2 separate regions of the Drosophila melanogaster genome follow, and region 2 is linked to region 1. A link is a contact called in public Hi-C data. All regions are on one chromosome and are shown on one strand. The core of a region is the stretch at or near the end of the contact, and the rest is flanking DNA. Distances in the headings are between cores, read along the strand shown. Region 1 holds the start of CG9799. Region 2 holds the start of flfl (falafel).

What was found. Hi-C and Micro-C count contacts between places; a contact is called where the count stands out from the background.
Region 2: a Hi-C map of the Kc167 cell line shows a contact between it and region 1, with 2.1 times the contacts expected there. A contact is called at or near these places in 9 of 107 Hi-C or Micro-C datasets (the D17-c3 cell line, the Kc167 cell line, the S2 cell line and 4 more) and 2 of 7 datasets of targeted methods (both in the Kc167 cell line).

The regions. Positions count from the first base shown.
Region 1 is chr3R:13,384,804-13,392,158 of dm6, forward strand. CG9799 reads right to left here and starts at 3,906. Exons shown (of 3, transcript NM_142027.4): 1 at 2,640-3,906; 2 at 2,145-2,576; 3 at 845-2,084. The coding sequence starts at 3,798. The coding sequence ends at 907. It overlaps CCHa2 (CCHamide-2), which reads right to left. Exons shown (of 4, transcript NM_142028.3): 2 at 7,062-7,142; 3 at 5,245-5,492; 4 at 4,256-4,956. The coding sequence starts at 7,137. The coding sequence ends at 4,870. Droj2 (DnaJ-like-2) reads left to right here. Exons shown (of 4, transcript NM_169522.2): 4 at 1-480.
Region 2 is chr3R:13,679,874-13,687,228 of dm6, forward strand. flfl (falafel) reads left to right here and starts at 4,048. Exons shown (of 10, transcript NM_142047.4): 1 at 4,048-4,277. omd (oocyte maintenance defects) reads right to left here and starts at 7,337. Exons shown (of 9, transcript NM_142046.2): 1 at 7,299-7,337; 2 at 3,154-3,443; 3 at 2,314-3,089; 4 at 1,914-2,258; 5 at 1,592-1,856; 6 at 1,110-1,531; 7 at 406-1,050; 8 at 199-341; 9 at 1-139. The coding sequence starts at 3,260.

The DNA.
Region 1 (7,355 bases), core at 2,656-5,155:
CCCGGACACACAGCCCTAATAATACCCCAACCAACAAGCCGTAATAATATGTAAACCAGCTCCCGGAACACTGTAATTGCGCTTGCAAGTGCCGAAGAACTCCCAAAAGCACCTTAAAACACCATCCAATTCACACTAGGAGGCCCAACCAATCGAGAGATCTAAAGTTATTTCATGCAAGCTACGATATTTAGGTATAAATCAAAGAAACTTATCAGATATATGCACTATGTCTATAACGCGTGGTTGTTTGTAAACCAACATTTTTCTTTATGTTTATGTTGCGTTGGATTGTCAAAGAATCGAAAACGGAAACTGAAACTAAACTAAACTGAAATTGAAATTAGCCGCCACTAGAACCGTATCTAAAGTCCGCGCCAGCGAACACGTCTAGGAACAAGTTTAAGTTATTTAATTCCAGCATAAATAAAAGCGTTAGTTTAAACGGATATAACAAATAAATAATTAATACACAATTTCAACCCAAATGCTGTATATTCTTCTTCCCATAGTTCCAGTATCACTTGCCTTCCTCCGGCTATCTATTGATTCCATAATCGCTGCATAGTCACCCGCAGGTGTGAATCATTCGAATAATGCCAATTGGAGATATCAGGCATATGGCAGTAGTTTCGTCTTGAGTACATTATTTAAAATGCTATCTGGGATAAGTAAAAGATAAAAAGAAAGATAAGGATAGTTTGGGATATATATGGTAATGCCATTAAATCGTTAAGGATATAATGAGGGATTTTGTAGTTGTTGAGGATTATAAAGCATCCTATAAATGAATCTGCGGACCTGCCTGTCGCAAGGAATAACATCAAAAGCAAATTCAAAATGTAAAATGTTTTGTAAATTTATTTACAAAATTTCAAAATGAACTACAACATAATCTGGTGGAAACTAGTGCGCAAAGTTTCGGAGAGCGGCCACAACTCCAGTTCCATAGATGAGCTTCTCCTCCACACGCTGCCAAGCCTCCTGCTGCACCTGGGACACAGTGCGCAGCTCCTTTACCAAATCCGGGAACTCCGTCAACCCGAGACCGTGGGATCGCAAGAAGACGCTTAGATACGATTGAGCCAGCTCAAAGTTCAGATTGGTTCCAAACATGAACTTAACGAGTTTGAGGAACTGCAGCATGGCAAGGAGTGTTCCTCCAGCCTCCGGGTGCAGAGATTTGATCTCAAAGTCAACCATCGATGGTCCTAGTTGGGTCAAGTGCGCCACAGCCGATGCGAAGTCCAGGGAGTCAGCAGTTTCCTCCAGCAGCTGGCCAAAGGCAGTAAGATTGTTGAGAGTAGAAGCCTTCCGAATCCGGGATTCATCCTCCTCCTTCTGACCGTTCTCCACATCGAAGCGCAGTTCCAGTCCCGAAACCGTGGGCAGGAAGAATGGGGCCTGTTTGGGAGCTTTTGGTGGTGCCTTGGGCTTGTTACGTTGCTTGATTAGCTCCAAATCCAATAGATTCTGCCAACGGGATGCAGCCAACCCGGATAGCGTTATCAGTTCCTCGGACAGCTGCGTTGGAGTTTCGTACTTGGTGTCAACTAGCTCGCCGAGTTTTGACTCGTCCTCTTCGTCGATCTCTAGCTCCTTCATGCCATCTTCCAGTTCCATGGCATCGCACACATTCGTGGGCAATCCCACGTACGGAGCCGGCTCCAAAGGATCGATGGAGCGCAGGGAAATCTGATTAAACAGCGTCTTGTTGGCCCACAGGTAAATGCCCAAAAGTCCAACATGTGCGGTGGCCAGAAAGTCGCCATTAGGCGACATACTTAACGATACGCAAGGCGCCTCGACGCGGAAGTGATCCACCATGTAGGAGGAAGGTATGTCCCACACCTTGATCGTGGAGTCCATGGCGGCGGTGATCAGCCAGCGGCTATCCGGACTGAAAGTGAGGTCATTCAGCTTGGCTGTGTGACCGACGAACTTGCGAACAATGACCCTCGTGTGCATGTCTACGACAAAAATCTTGAATGTTTCCAGACCAATGGCCAGCATGGAGCTCTCTCGGTGCTGTCGAATCAGGGCGATTCCATCTGCCAGGCGTAGAGTCGCTAAGGGCTTGTCAACTGAAGGATGGTATGATTTTACAAATGTTTTATTAACTTATGTTGTAGGCAATTCCTTACCCTTTCCTTTGAATGACCAGAACTTGAGCAAGCCTTCCGAACAGCCAGAGATGACGGTTTGGTTAAGATTGTCGCTGGCCAAGCCGCGTACTGCCATCTTGTGGGCTGGAGAGCCATAGGTAGCCCGATGGAGTCCAGACTGGATATTAAAGCGCTCAATGTCGCCACTGCTATAGCCAATGATCACAAAGTTGCCACAGTGCGTCAGCACAATGCATGTGGTCTCGTTCTGGAAGTTGGTGCGGTTGCTGTTTTGGAACTGTTTCGGAACCAGGCGGTGCTCGCCCATACGGTTCTTGCCAAACGACCAGGTTGTCGTCTGAATAACGCCCGCATGGATGGCAGCGATGTTATCCCACTCCTTTTCGCGAGCCGTATCCGATGTGAACTCCAGTATGGGTGGCATTCCAAACTTATCGTGCTCAAAGCGATCTGCAAAGAAGAGTTGCCTATTAAAAATATTTTAAAGCGAGCAATAAAAGCCAAAACACTTACTCTTCTTCTTTGTGGCTTTTGGATTGTAGGTAGCCCTGCCCATGCTCTTGTTCAGCGATTCGGAAATGGTGGAGAAGACTCTCATGGTGCTGTCCTCGCCCGAAGAGAGAATGGATACGCCCGAGCTGCCGTGGTAGCGAATACAAAACGGCGGCTTTGTGTGTCCCTCGCGGATCCTCAGCTGTCTGGCACCACCATCTGGCATATCGAAAACAAACATCCTCATTGAATTGTCTGGTGAAGTGGTGAAGACCACGGGCTCGCTGGGCAGACAAATGGCCGTGGTCACCGACTCCTCGTGCGCTTGCAGCTGACCGGCTAACTTGCGCTCCTCCAGGTTCCAGAAGGCCATGTAACCATTGCTGCAGGCGGACACAAGGATTGGTGGGCCGTCGGTACGGAAGGAAAGGTTGGTGACCTGACCCCAATCCTGCTGGAAGCTCATAAGCACCTCGTCGAACTTAAGGTTAAGCAAGATAATAGTGCCATCCCCGTGTCCCACGGCCACGACATCCAAAGCAGGGGACGGTTCAATGCAGGTGATCCTGCTGTCGTGGTGACTCAAAGTGCACACCACACTGTTCTTCTTTATGTTCAAGATCTTTAGTTGGCCCTGCTGGGAGCCTAGTACTATTTTATTGATGTACGTGGGCGGATGGGTCACAGCTGTGATCTGGAACTCCTCAGACCGGAAGGGCACTTCCAAATAGACATCCTCGGTTGAAATATTCCACACTTTTAACACATTCTGCCTATCGATGGCTATCAAACTGGAACCAAAAGGCAGCAGGAGGTGGACATCTTTCTGGTGGCCACGGTACACGTGCCGGATGTGTTTGCCCGCCCGCCAGGCGTAGATACACTTGTTGCTCGCCGTGTACGTGTGCAGTCGATCCGTGGCCAGAGCCGTAATCTCGTCCGGATGCAATCCGCTAACGTGCAGCAGGCGAAAGTGGTTGGCGGTGTACACCTGAAAAGATCTGCCGATGCAGGTGATCAGCAAAGTGTCCCGACGACGCTGCACGTAGCGGGTGACTGCTGGAACCTGGTTGCTCACATAGCCGAGGGCTCGATTCCGCCGGAAGATGCAGCTGCTCTCCTTGAACACAGACTTCCGCTCCTCCGACTGTGGCTTATCCTCCGACCGCAGATGCGTCATTTTACTGTCCGAAATGTCTCTTTCTGTCTTTTTATCGATTTTTTAAGCTAATATAAACGATTTCCGCAACATGCCGAAAATGTTTACTGCCAAAACACGTGTGGCGAAGTGTGACCGGAGCTTGAAAACAATTCACCTAACCATGGTTAAATATACTAAATGAAATTTAGAAGGGGTATTCGTATTTTATTACACTTTGGCGCCAAATGATTATTTCAAAAATAAAATAACGATTTTCATTTAACCCAAAAAACTGCAAACTAAAAGTTACGAAATATTTATGTATGCGCTTTCAAGTAAGTTACAAATATTATTTGGAACAATTAGAAGAAAAATAGATTATTTATCAATTCTGATTATTTAGAAGCCAAAAAAAGTTTTCGTTTCATTGGAGGATTCGGGATGAAAATTTTGTTTGCCTAAATCTATTAGATTATGCAAAAAAACAACAATCGTTGAATTTGGATGCTTTTGTAGCACATTTTATTATATATTTAAACAAGCATCTCTTTATAAATAAAACTGTTGGGAACAATTTGTTAGTGTTGCGCAGCCGTAATATACATATACACCTATAATGATTAACATACACAGTTTACAAAGTTAATATGTATATATTTTGTATGTTAAATAAAATTACAACTACATATAGTCTTTCGCTTTCTTCGTAAATAAACATAAATAAAATATACGTATGTATTTAACATATGAACAGTGAAACACGCTGTCTTTGCCGTTTTCTTCGATTTATTTTTCGTCGTCTGCTCCTTTTTTTTTTTGACACTGAAATCCTTACCAGCCCCTAAAAATTTCAGTTGGGTTTTTTTTTAATGTGTTCGATGCTTATGCAATTAGCATAAAAATTGACTGCCTGGTATGTGTAGACATTTATCAAACATTTTATACAAGTTGCGAAAGTAATTAACATTCATAAGTAATTCATGTGTTGTCGCTGATGTTGTTGTTGTTGCTGTTACTGTATCTCTTGATGTTGTTGCTCTTGTTTTTGAGGCTTATTTCCGGTTTTTAATGTACGTTGTGGATATTTCTGTATTGATAACTTTTCCGGCCTTAGTTCACGCCATTCAATTCGGCGGAATTGGCCAAGGGATAATCAAGTTCACCCAGGCGAGAGGCGGGTCGGCGAGGTCGGTTAAACTAAAAGGGGAAACATTCGATAGTAAAAAGGGTTAAAATCAATCCTATTCAAATCGTTTCATTCAACCAGGAATCCCCAAACTAATTCATATTTTCATCAAGGAAAAAACTATGGTTTTAAATCGCATTAAAAGCCGCCGAAAAAGTATGCAAAATACATCCAAATAGATTTAAACTATTTTTAAGTTGGTTTTAATCTGGGTAATTTTAATCAATCACGAGTGTTTAACTGACTACTTTCATCTTTAAGTGCTGCCAAATGTAGAACGGGACATAAAGGTCACTTACCCATGATTTCATGATTTTGTAAAGCACCTGACGGGCGGGATAGTCATTAAAGTCGCCCTCGAGCGGCACCTGTTCATTTGGCGCCATCATGGGCAGTAGGCCATTCGGACGCACATAGTCCGGTTCCTGCCCCCCGGAGGCTGCCTCGCCCATTCCCCCGCCCACTCCCGTTCCAGACCCGGATCCGGGGCTCAGAGAGCGCTTGCCATGACCACCGTAGCACACATGACCGTAGGCCTGGCATCCCTCTGAAAAAGATTGAAAATATGTCAGGCAGTGTCAACCTAATTTAAAAGCACCCAAGAGCTTAAATAAAATAAATTAAATACAAGTGGATTCGAAATTATATTAGTAACACTATACATTAATAAATAAATTAACAAGCCAAACAATCACAATAAACTTTTCCGATCTCATTTACATTTATAATCTACACTTATTAATTGCCAATTTAAAATGCAGATATGCAAGACAAGCCATAAATGGAAAATTTCCTTAACTGAATCCTAATCAATACTGGAAAAATCCTCACATTTCCCACATCACTTTAACTTTCCACCGATGCGTGTGCATTTCCCAACGCACCGCCCCAAAATGCTTTCCCCATTACTGGGTAGATAGACTTGCTCCTTTGGATTTCGTTACTGCCAAAATCTTTAATCGCTCCCCAAAGCTCAAGAGAGACATCCGGCGATAACCATTTGACCCCACGACGGCACGGCTCAGTTTCGTTTGTTTGCCTGTCTGGCTGTGTGTGAACAAACTTTTGACTTTCTACTGTTTTTTTTTTTTGAATTTCCGCCCACACGGGCGAACATAAATTTTCGTGTTGCACACTTGGGAGTTGTCCTTGACATACGCAGGATTTAAATAAATAAAGGGGGGGTTGGTTTACTGGCATGACTTTACAAAGCTGATGGGACTTTGGTTACTCCAATGGCACCCAATCGAATTCCGGTGGCTTCTATCAATGGGAATATTAATTCGTTCAGCTTCAAAGATCCCAAATTACTTTCTACTTATTTATATAATAAATTTAAAGGGGTTGAGATTTTTTAAATAGGGAAATATATGTGAGGATGTAGTCTCAATATTAAGGTTATTAAATGGGATGAATCTAGTAAGTTTACACGGTATCTGTGTAATTCTACCAATCTTGCCTTATTATAATGAAATCTCATGGGAGCTCTAAACAAGTTTGCTTGCCAACATCTTAAATGCCGTTTCAGAGGCAATCAAATCCAAAACTTTGGATAATTGACTACTGAATGGGAGAACAGATGTGTTCTGAATGGCAGCGGATGCCTAGAAGTCTCTTGACATTCACTATTCACTATTAATAATTTTAAGGAAAACGATGTCCCTCTCGTGTCTGACTCGTGTCTTCGAGATAGTTGCAGCTTGCAAGGGAAACGGAAATGGCCCCCACTTTCCTCATTTTCTCATTTTCACGTCGCTGTAGAGGACAGCCTTGTTGTTGCCATTGAACGTACCCACAGCTGGGAAAACAAAGACGCCGGTTTGTTTGCGTTGCATTAAACTGCAACAATTGATGCAGCTCGATGGGTGGTGAATGTGTGGATATCGGCACCCATTTATGACTTTGTTTTTCTCACAGCAATTTAATGAATATTTCATGGAAAATTCACCTGCATACTACGATGGGAAAACTTTAAGGGTAGGCATCGAGATTAAACACGTGTGCCCATATGTACTTAAAAGTAACCAAGTACTTGACGTACTTAATGCAGGATCAAGACATTTAAATAACATAAGAGATGCCTTAAATATGTTTAATTAATTAAGTCTGTACTCACTTTTCGCTTGGCTCTGTTGCGCGGCCAGGACCACGGTGCAGATAACGACCAGTAGCAAAGATATGGTGGATTTCATGATACCTGGTGGGAAGAAGAGAGGGCAGAGGGATGAGCACCTGTTGAAATCCGGCAGTCTGGCGATGACAATTGGACCTTTCGCCGCGGGGCATTACACTAATTAGGAAATCCGAGCACAACGCGACGAGCGAGTTGTAATCGAATTCGAATCCCAGAATTCACATGCAGTTAAGAAGCTAATCCCGGCCGACAAAAACTTTTGAACTATGATTTATG
Region 2 (7,355 bases), core at 2,798-5,297, 300 kb after region 1:
CATATTGCGGCGGCACCTTGGCCAGCTGTGTATTCGTGTTGCGCCAGTGCAGCCCGTTGTTGTCCACGTGAAACAGCGCCGGCGAGGGCACGTGATCTTTAAGATAGTTCCAGATGCACTCGCGCAGCAGCAGGGCAATCTGGAAATGTCATACATTAGTTGGTGCTACTACACAGTTTGGGCAAATAATGGATCTACCTCTGCCGATTCAAAGTGCTCGATGATGAGATGCAGATTGGTGAGTGGAGGTGGAATTAGTTGGCTCATAGCCAGCAGTTGCAGCATCTTCTTGGTGCACAGCATCAGCTCATCGTTCGCAGCAGTGGGCTGGAATCGATTGACTGCAAACGTATAATATGATTAGGCACCTTTATAGAAAATAAGCAAGTAAAGTGACAAGCTCACCATTCTTGCCCCGCCAGTGATGCAAGCAGGTGGCGCACAGTGCGCGCAGTAGCACGGAGGAATAGCAAAGCGCCGGCCTATGACCGGCGATCAGTCCCAAAACAGCCCACAGCACTGGGGAGTTGATGAACGCTCTCCTGATTAGCATGTCCCGCTCCATTGTGACCCTGGTGAACTCCTCATCCGGAAAGGGCAGGCCGTTGTACATGACATCCGTGGAGACCAGCTCGACCAGCAGCAGCGAGACCAGCGAGTAGCCCTCCACGTTGTTGGGCTTCTCCAGATCGGCGCAGCATGCATTCAATGCCTTAAGATACAGCGCCTGCTTCTCCGCATCGCAGTTCCGCTCGCTGGGGGGCAGCACTGGTCGCAGACCTCTGCCTATAATACCGGAATGCAGCACGGAGCGATTCGAGTTGGCGCCAGAGCTGGTGTGCAGATTCTGCAGGATGAGGTGTTCGTGCTCGGGTATCTCAAGCTCATCGAGCTGATACACCTCCAGCTGACCAAGCAAGTGACCGTGATAAAAGAGCGCGCGCTCCACCAGCTCGCGCAGGCAGACGGTTCTCGCGATTTTCCGGGCGGAACACTGCCTCTGCAACAGCGTGTAGGAGCGATGCGAAGCCGCTGCTCGACGGATCACAGCTAGAATGAGATATGGTTAATATATTGAGGCAAGGCTAAGGAACAACTATTGCGCTTACTCTTCTCGGTTAAGCCCACAAAGAAGTACTTTACGCTTAGCGTGGCCAGCTTGAGGACTAATGGAGTGCGCAGGACAGTTGTCCGGCTGCCGGCTTCAATGTTGTTCAACAGATCCACAATGAGATGGGCCAAGCGCATGCGGGTAGCGTCCTCATCATCCACCTTATCTTCTCCCGGCTCCAATTTTGTGCGCTTTCCGTAATCCTTGCCATTGCACAATTCATTGTTGTTATTGCTATTTTTACTTTGCTGCGCCCGGAATTTATCCGCTATCCGCTCGGCGGCATCCCTGTCTATCCTCAGGACCAGTTTGTTAACGGTGCAGTCGAAGATTTGAAGGATTTTGGGAAGACATTCGTTGAGGGCTTGGTTCAAATGCTGCGCTTTGATGTACGGAGCCACATTCTTGCTCTTGTGCATCCTGATGGAGATTATGAATTTGAAACACTAATTATATGTATCTAACAATAGTAATAATTACCTGGCAAGTATGTTTAGGTTGGAGAAAGTGTTAAAGGCTTCTGTGGGTGTGCCCGGCGGAACTGGCAATCGATTGTTAACTTGAACATCCAACGTGATGTCCTCCAAGACCATCTTGAAACCTGGCGTGAATCCCGGAAAGTTAACCATGCCGCTTTGTCCGCCAAGTAAGCGAATTAATGCGCCAATGCCATTGGGATTTTGAGCATACGACTTCTTTAGAAGTTGGGATATAGTTTGGTAGTAAATATTCGGGTGCTGGGATGCTAGAAAAATAGTTCGTAAAGTCTGCCATTTCAATATCTGAAGAACTTTCTACTCACAGACCACCAGCAGTAATCTCACCGCTGTTTGCTGCTCGAAGAGATTGGTGCTGAGGCAGCTCTTCCACAGCATGTACTTGGTTTCCTCATAGGCCAGATCGGCCAGCAACGGGAAGTTCCGCTGGTTGAGCACCCACTGTTCCAGCTCCTGCATCGAATTGTCCAGGAAATCCTGACACCAAACATACTTCTCGGCCATTTTGGCTGCCGTAAGGAGCAACGTCGCTCCACGCTCGTTCAGGCGCAGCACGGCATTATTCAGCGTGGGCTGCATACCGGCAAACATTTTGTTGCTCAGCCACAACGGCGCCTTCTGCACTATCACCTCGCACATGTCCTCGGTATCTACATGACATTGTGTTAGAGAAATAATATATCTCTTTATTCAACCAGTACTTACAGATTTCGACTAGCACATTGACCAAGCTCTGCAGGATCGTGTCCGAGTAGTTGGTGGTGATCAGCAGGAAAGGAACAACGGCCACGTCCAGCGGCTTCTTCGGTGCGAATCCCTCCCTAAGCATCTCACGAAAGGCTGCCCTAAGGTGCTGTTCGTGGCACGAGGTCATATAATCGAGGATGCCCGCCTCCGAATCCAGGTGGCAGCGGTAGTCATCGACGAATCGCTTGATGCCGCACTGTAGAATCTGCATGATGATCTTGTAAGGGAAACAGCCGCCCAATCTCGCCACAATCCAGTCGAAGGTCATGGGAAACCGGTGAAAGGCATTGAGCATGATCTCCACGCAGGCCTCCTCCTCCGGTTGGGTTAACTTTCGGAAACAACTATTTATAAGGGTCATCAGCCCGTGCATGGCGCTGCACTCCAGCCAATAGTTGCAGCTGGCCGTGATGGTCATCCGCCGCTGGGTGTACTTATCGGACAGCTTGGCCACTAGTTCCAGACTCCAGTTGGCGATGAGCGGCGACCAGGCGGGCGGTCCCTTCCACACCAGACTCTGCAGCGCGGTCTTTACCAGATTGAAAGCCTCGTATTCCGGAGCACGTTGCTGCTGCTGGCGATTCCCGGCCAGCTTCACCTGGGATACCGGCATACCGGTCTTTGGGTCGGCCATCTCCGGCGACACATACAGCTGCACACTGATTTCGGCCAGCAGGGCGAAGTATTCGAACACAATGTCTCGCGTGGCGGGCAGCTCCTCCAGGAATCCCAGTCTGCAAATATCCATGGAATTATTTACTACGGGCATCATTATTAACCACCGCGGTTGCTACTCACGCGAGCTTGATGAGATTGGGGCTGGTCAGCAGCTGCGGACAACTGTGCCCATTGCTCACCGTCTCTATGAAGTGCTTAAGCTGATCCAACAGGTTCTGGCGCAGCATTTTGTCGTCCTAGGCATCGGGAACGCAGCACCGAAGTTGGCCAAGTGAGCAAATGCATCGCAGCAGCGGGTCGCTGCGTCTTTCACTCGGAATACCAAAACGACGGGGCACAACTGCAGGCATTTGGAATCCGCCGCCACCTGGCCACACTAAGGCGGCAGAAAATTCGAAATTCTTTAATATCTGAAAATCATAAAATTAACAGAATAATAAATATCTTAGCACTCTAACGTGTCATTACATTCATTATAAACTAGCACCTGAGATTAGTTTAAGATGACACTTTACATTCAAGTTAAATTAAGCTGGAAAAGATTTCTAATCGGAATTATGTGTTTACTACAATGCTAACTTTCGAATCGAGGATGTAATTACTGAGTAATCAAACTGTTTGCTCTTTTTAATACTAAGTAAACGTACTTATAGCTCTATTTTCTAATTTTATAATATTTAACGTGTTTTTGTTTTAAAATATTATCGTAACAGTAGGGAGTGCGAAAAACGGTAACACCAAAACCCAGTTCGTGCATTATTGCACACTCTTTTGGGGCGAATCAAGAGCGAAAGACAACATGGCGTCGAAGCGGCGAATCTGTCTCGCAGTTTGTCGTGCTGTTTGCTTTTTTCTGCTCTGATTTGTACAAATATTCATTCAAGGTGCTCCAGTTTTGCCAAGTATATGTTAATAGAGTACCATAACAATGGTGGCGTCACAGGGGTGCTAGAGTTCGATATCGATAACAGCTCACATTCTCGTCATATGCAACTATCGCTGTACTCTCTGGCCGAGTATCGATACGCAGATATTATCGTCGTGGTCAGACCAACGCTCTAGCGTCGGTCCGCGGAAAATAGCGAAAATTACAATTATCCGGGAAGATATATTGGTCGAAAACTAACTCGTGATCCCCCAATAAATATGCGCAAGAGAAAATTGTATATAAACTGATCGAATGCAGCCAGCGTGCTAAGCACTAAAAGCGAAAAACGCCAGAAACAGAAACAAGGAATTGCAGCGTGAGTGTATAACTTTTTGGTTTTTGCCCCCGCGCTCTTTCTCTCTCTTTGCTGCTCTCTCTCTCCCGCTCTCTTTTGCCCTCTTGCGGCTTCTGTGTTGTCTGCGTGCTAGTGTGTGTGTGTTTGAATTTTACTGTGAATGTGACCGACGGTGTGTTCTCACGTACTCCGTGGATGATTTGCGGCCTTGCCAGGGAATCGGACTATATATCCCGGCAATAGCCCATATTGGATCCCGATTTTGAATACAACTCGGCTGATTTGCTTCTTTCAGTGTCTCCCCTTTTATCGCACTTTATGCAACAACGCATACCGTCGTGTTGAATTTCCTCGCTCTCCGCTGTGTGTGGTTTGTAGGTGTGCGTGTGTTCGAGGTGAGTTAGCCGTCGTCTGTTTTTCTTTTCCCTGCGTTTTGTGTGCGTTTCAATGAAATGCAAAATCGCCAGCGAATATCGCGGAAATGCGCTGCTCCTAAATATTATGTATACATAAATAAAGTATCGAATCAAAACAAAATCGGCTTGCAACAACAACAAAAACATTGCAGAGTGTGGGTGGCGCGTGTAGCGATCAAAATTGCGTGCATGTGTAATGTGTGTGGTGGAGAGACGGCATTTTTCTTTACCACACGCCTCTTCTTCTTTCCCACAATACACTGCAATTTTTGCGATTCTGTTTTGCGCCTGCCATTCGCAATAATTTTATTGAATGAACCGCAAAAGAGACGGCCCAAAAAGCGATGTACTTGCCAGACGTTGTGTCTGTGTGCGTCCAAGTGTCTGTAGCGCGTTGTGTGTGTATCGCGTATGAAAATACATCAACTGTTGGGCATCAACAAAAAAACGGAATCAAAAATTTATAATAAAAAATGAAAGGAAATTAGCTGACTTTGTAATCGCAATCGGAGAGTGTTTACTTGCTAAATTTTCGAGTTCTCCGCCCGTCTCTTTCCCTTCATCCCTCCTGCCTTCACCGCCAATACCACCCCAAAAAATTGCATACATGCACACACGCCTTCGGTTGTGCGAGTGGTTTAGTGTGTGAGCGCGCGCGTATTCTGCACACATTGTCATGCATGCAAAAAACAAGATACGACGCGTTCGCAATCGTTAGATTCCGTCTCCCCCAATTCATGGCGTTTCATTGCTGGGGGCGAAAGTAAGAAGATAACGAAAGGGATATGCGAACCACTTCCTAATGAAGTCCTGCATCCTTAGCTTTTGGATTCCCACCTCTTCGCCTTCTCCTTCTTCACACGGACACTTGCAGCGTTCGCGCCCATGCGTGTGTATGTGTGCGAAGAACAGGAAGAGAGCAGCGAGACTCCAATTATCCATTTACAGTTGCGGTTGAAATGATGGAGCATAGTTGTATTATTTGTATTCACACAATTACCGGTGGTATTTAAAGTCTTAACAATATTTATTAATTTCCTGCTACCTTCCTAAATTTTATTCATAGTTTTAATACTGTACCCAAGTACCTTAAGTTCCCTAATCAGATGTAAACTTGTTGATAGGCATAATTCCTATCTTAGTTTGTATTTTTGTCTACTATAACCTAAACTTAATTCTACTACGAATTTAATTACAACATACTAAGACTGTAATCTACAAACCAAACGAAAATGCCTTGAATAAAAGAGGTCTAGTGATTCATAATACGATTTGCACACGTGTTATTAACTAGGTAGTAGCGAAATAGAGTCAAAAAGGCCACCGACTTGTTCACAACTGTATCTCTTACTAACTTCCCTATAAAAACTAATTGTTGCTGGGGCGAAAAAATACTGCCAAGTTGTCATATTTGCCGGACTTTATTGATGACTCGACTCCAGAGCTCTATATTTCGCACACAGATTTTCTCTCGGCACTTTTCGCAACCTTCTGCGGCCGCTGGTTATTAATAAAAATTAATAATAAACGAAATCTGTGGCGCTGTGCGGCACTTGGACACACTTATGTACACATGAGCATTCTCGTGTTTTTCGCAGCTGATTGCGTAAACGAAACCGCTCGCTACGTTTGTTTTGAATTGCTACTTTTGTTTTGGTACCGATTCAGACTTGGAATCCGATTCAGTTACAGATTGAGATTGAGATTGAGATACTCAGGCTCTCCGCCTGGGCTTCAATTCTCCTGCGGGCGTTATCAGTGGCCTATGGCGCTTTATTGGAATTACCATGGAAGTGGGAACTTAATCGCTGTGCAAATCGCTTCGAAACAGCGCAGCACGCATTTTCCCCGACGTCTTGCAACCTTGGGCGAGTGGCACTGCGGGCGGTGGGTGGTGAGCGGTTGGGTGATCTAGAGTGACGTAAATATTTGTGGTGGACAGTCAACATTGAGGTGGCGCTCTTCAACGATGACGTAGCTTTTGCCACTTCTGTTTACTCGCACATTATTTCACACACTTCTCCATTGATTTTCGCCGTGCAGATAACGAAATAGTGGACTGATTGTTAACTGTGTATAAATGAAAATATGGGTATGATATGTGTTTATTTACACTTTTTTTCTGTGTACGAGAATGGTTAGATTACTCCCCTTCCTCGTTTTGAGTCACCCGCTCTCTGGCCCTCGCCGCTGTTTGTTTTCTTCGCGCGCGTGTTTGCTCTCGCCGTGGGGCGAAAGCGCAGCGATAATAGTGGCTCAGATATAGTGTATACTATATGTATAGTAAACCTACTCATACCGAAAACCCCATCGCACAGATACGGATACATTTACAGATACACGCGCGCACTGCGGAAGGCCTAGATCTAATGGAAAACGCTAAATGTTTGTAAACAGACCGGGCACATTTCTTTTCTTTTCTTAATTATTTTTTGCATTTCGCATTTTAGTTGGCATGGTCTTCTCACGGCTTCTCTCTCTTCACACATCTTTCTTCCGAAAATACACTCACACACACGCACACCGAACGTAGCTTTCACATTTTCATTCATCGCAATCTTCGCCATGAAGTGTTGCAAAGGCCCCAAGATAAGATATAGGATGCACTTGGATACCTTAACCTCACCTTTTTGCGACAATAGCACACGAATAATCCAATTTTTTGTATGACGTTGTTGGGCGA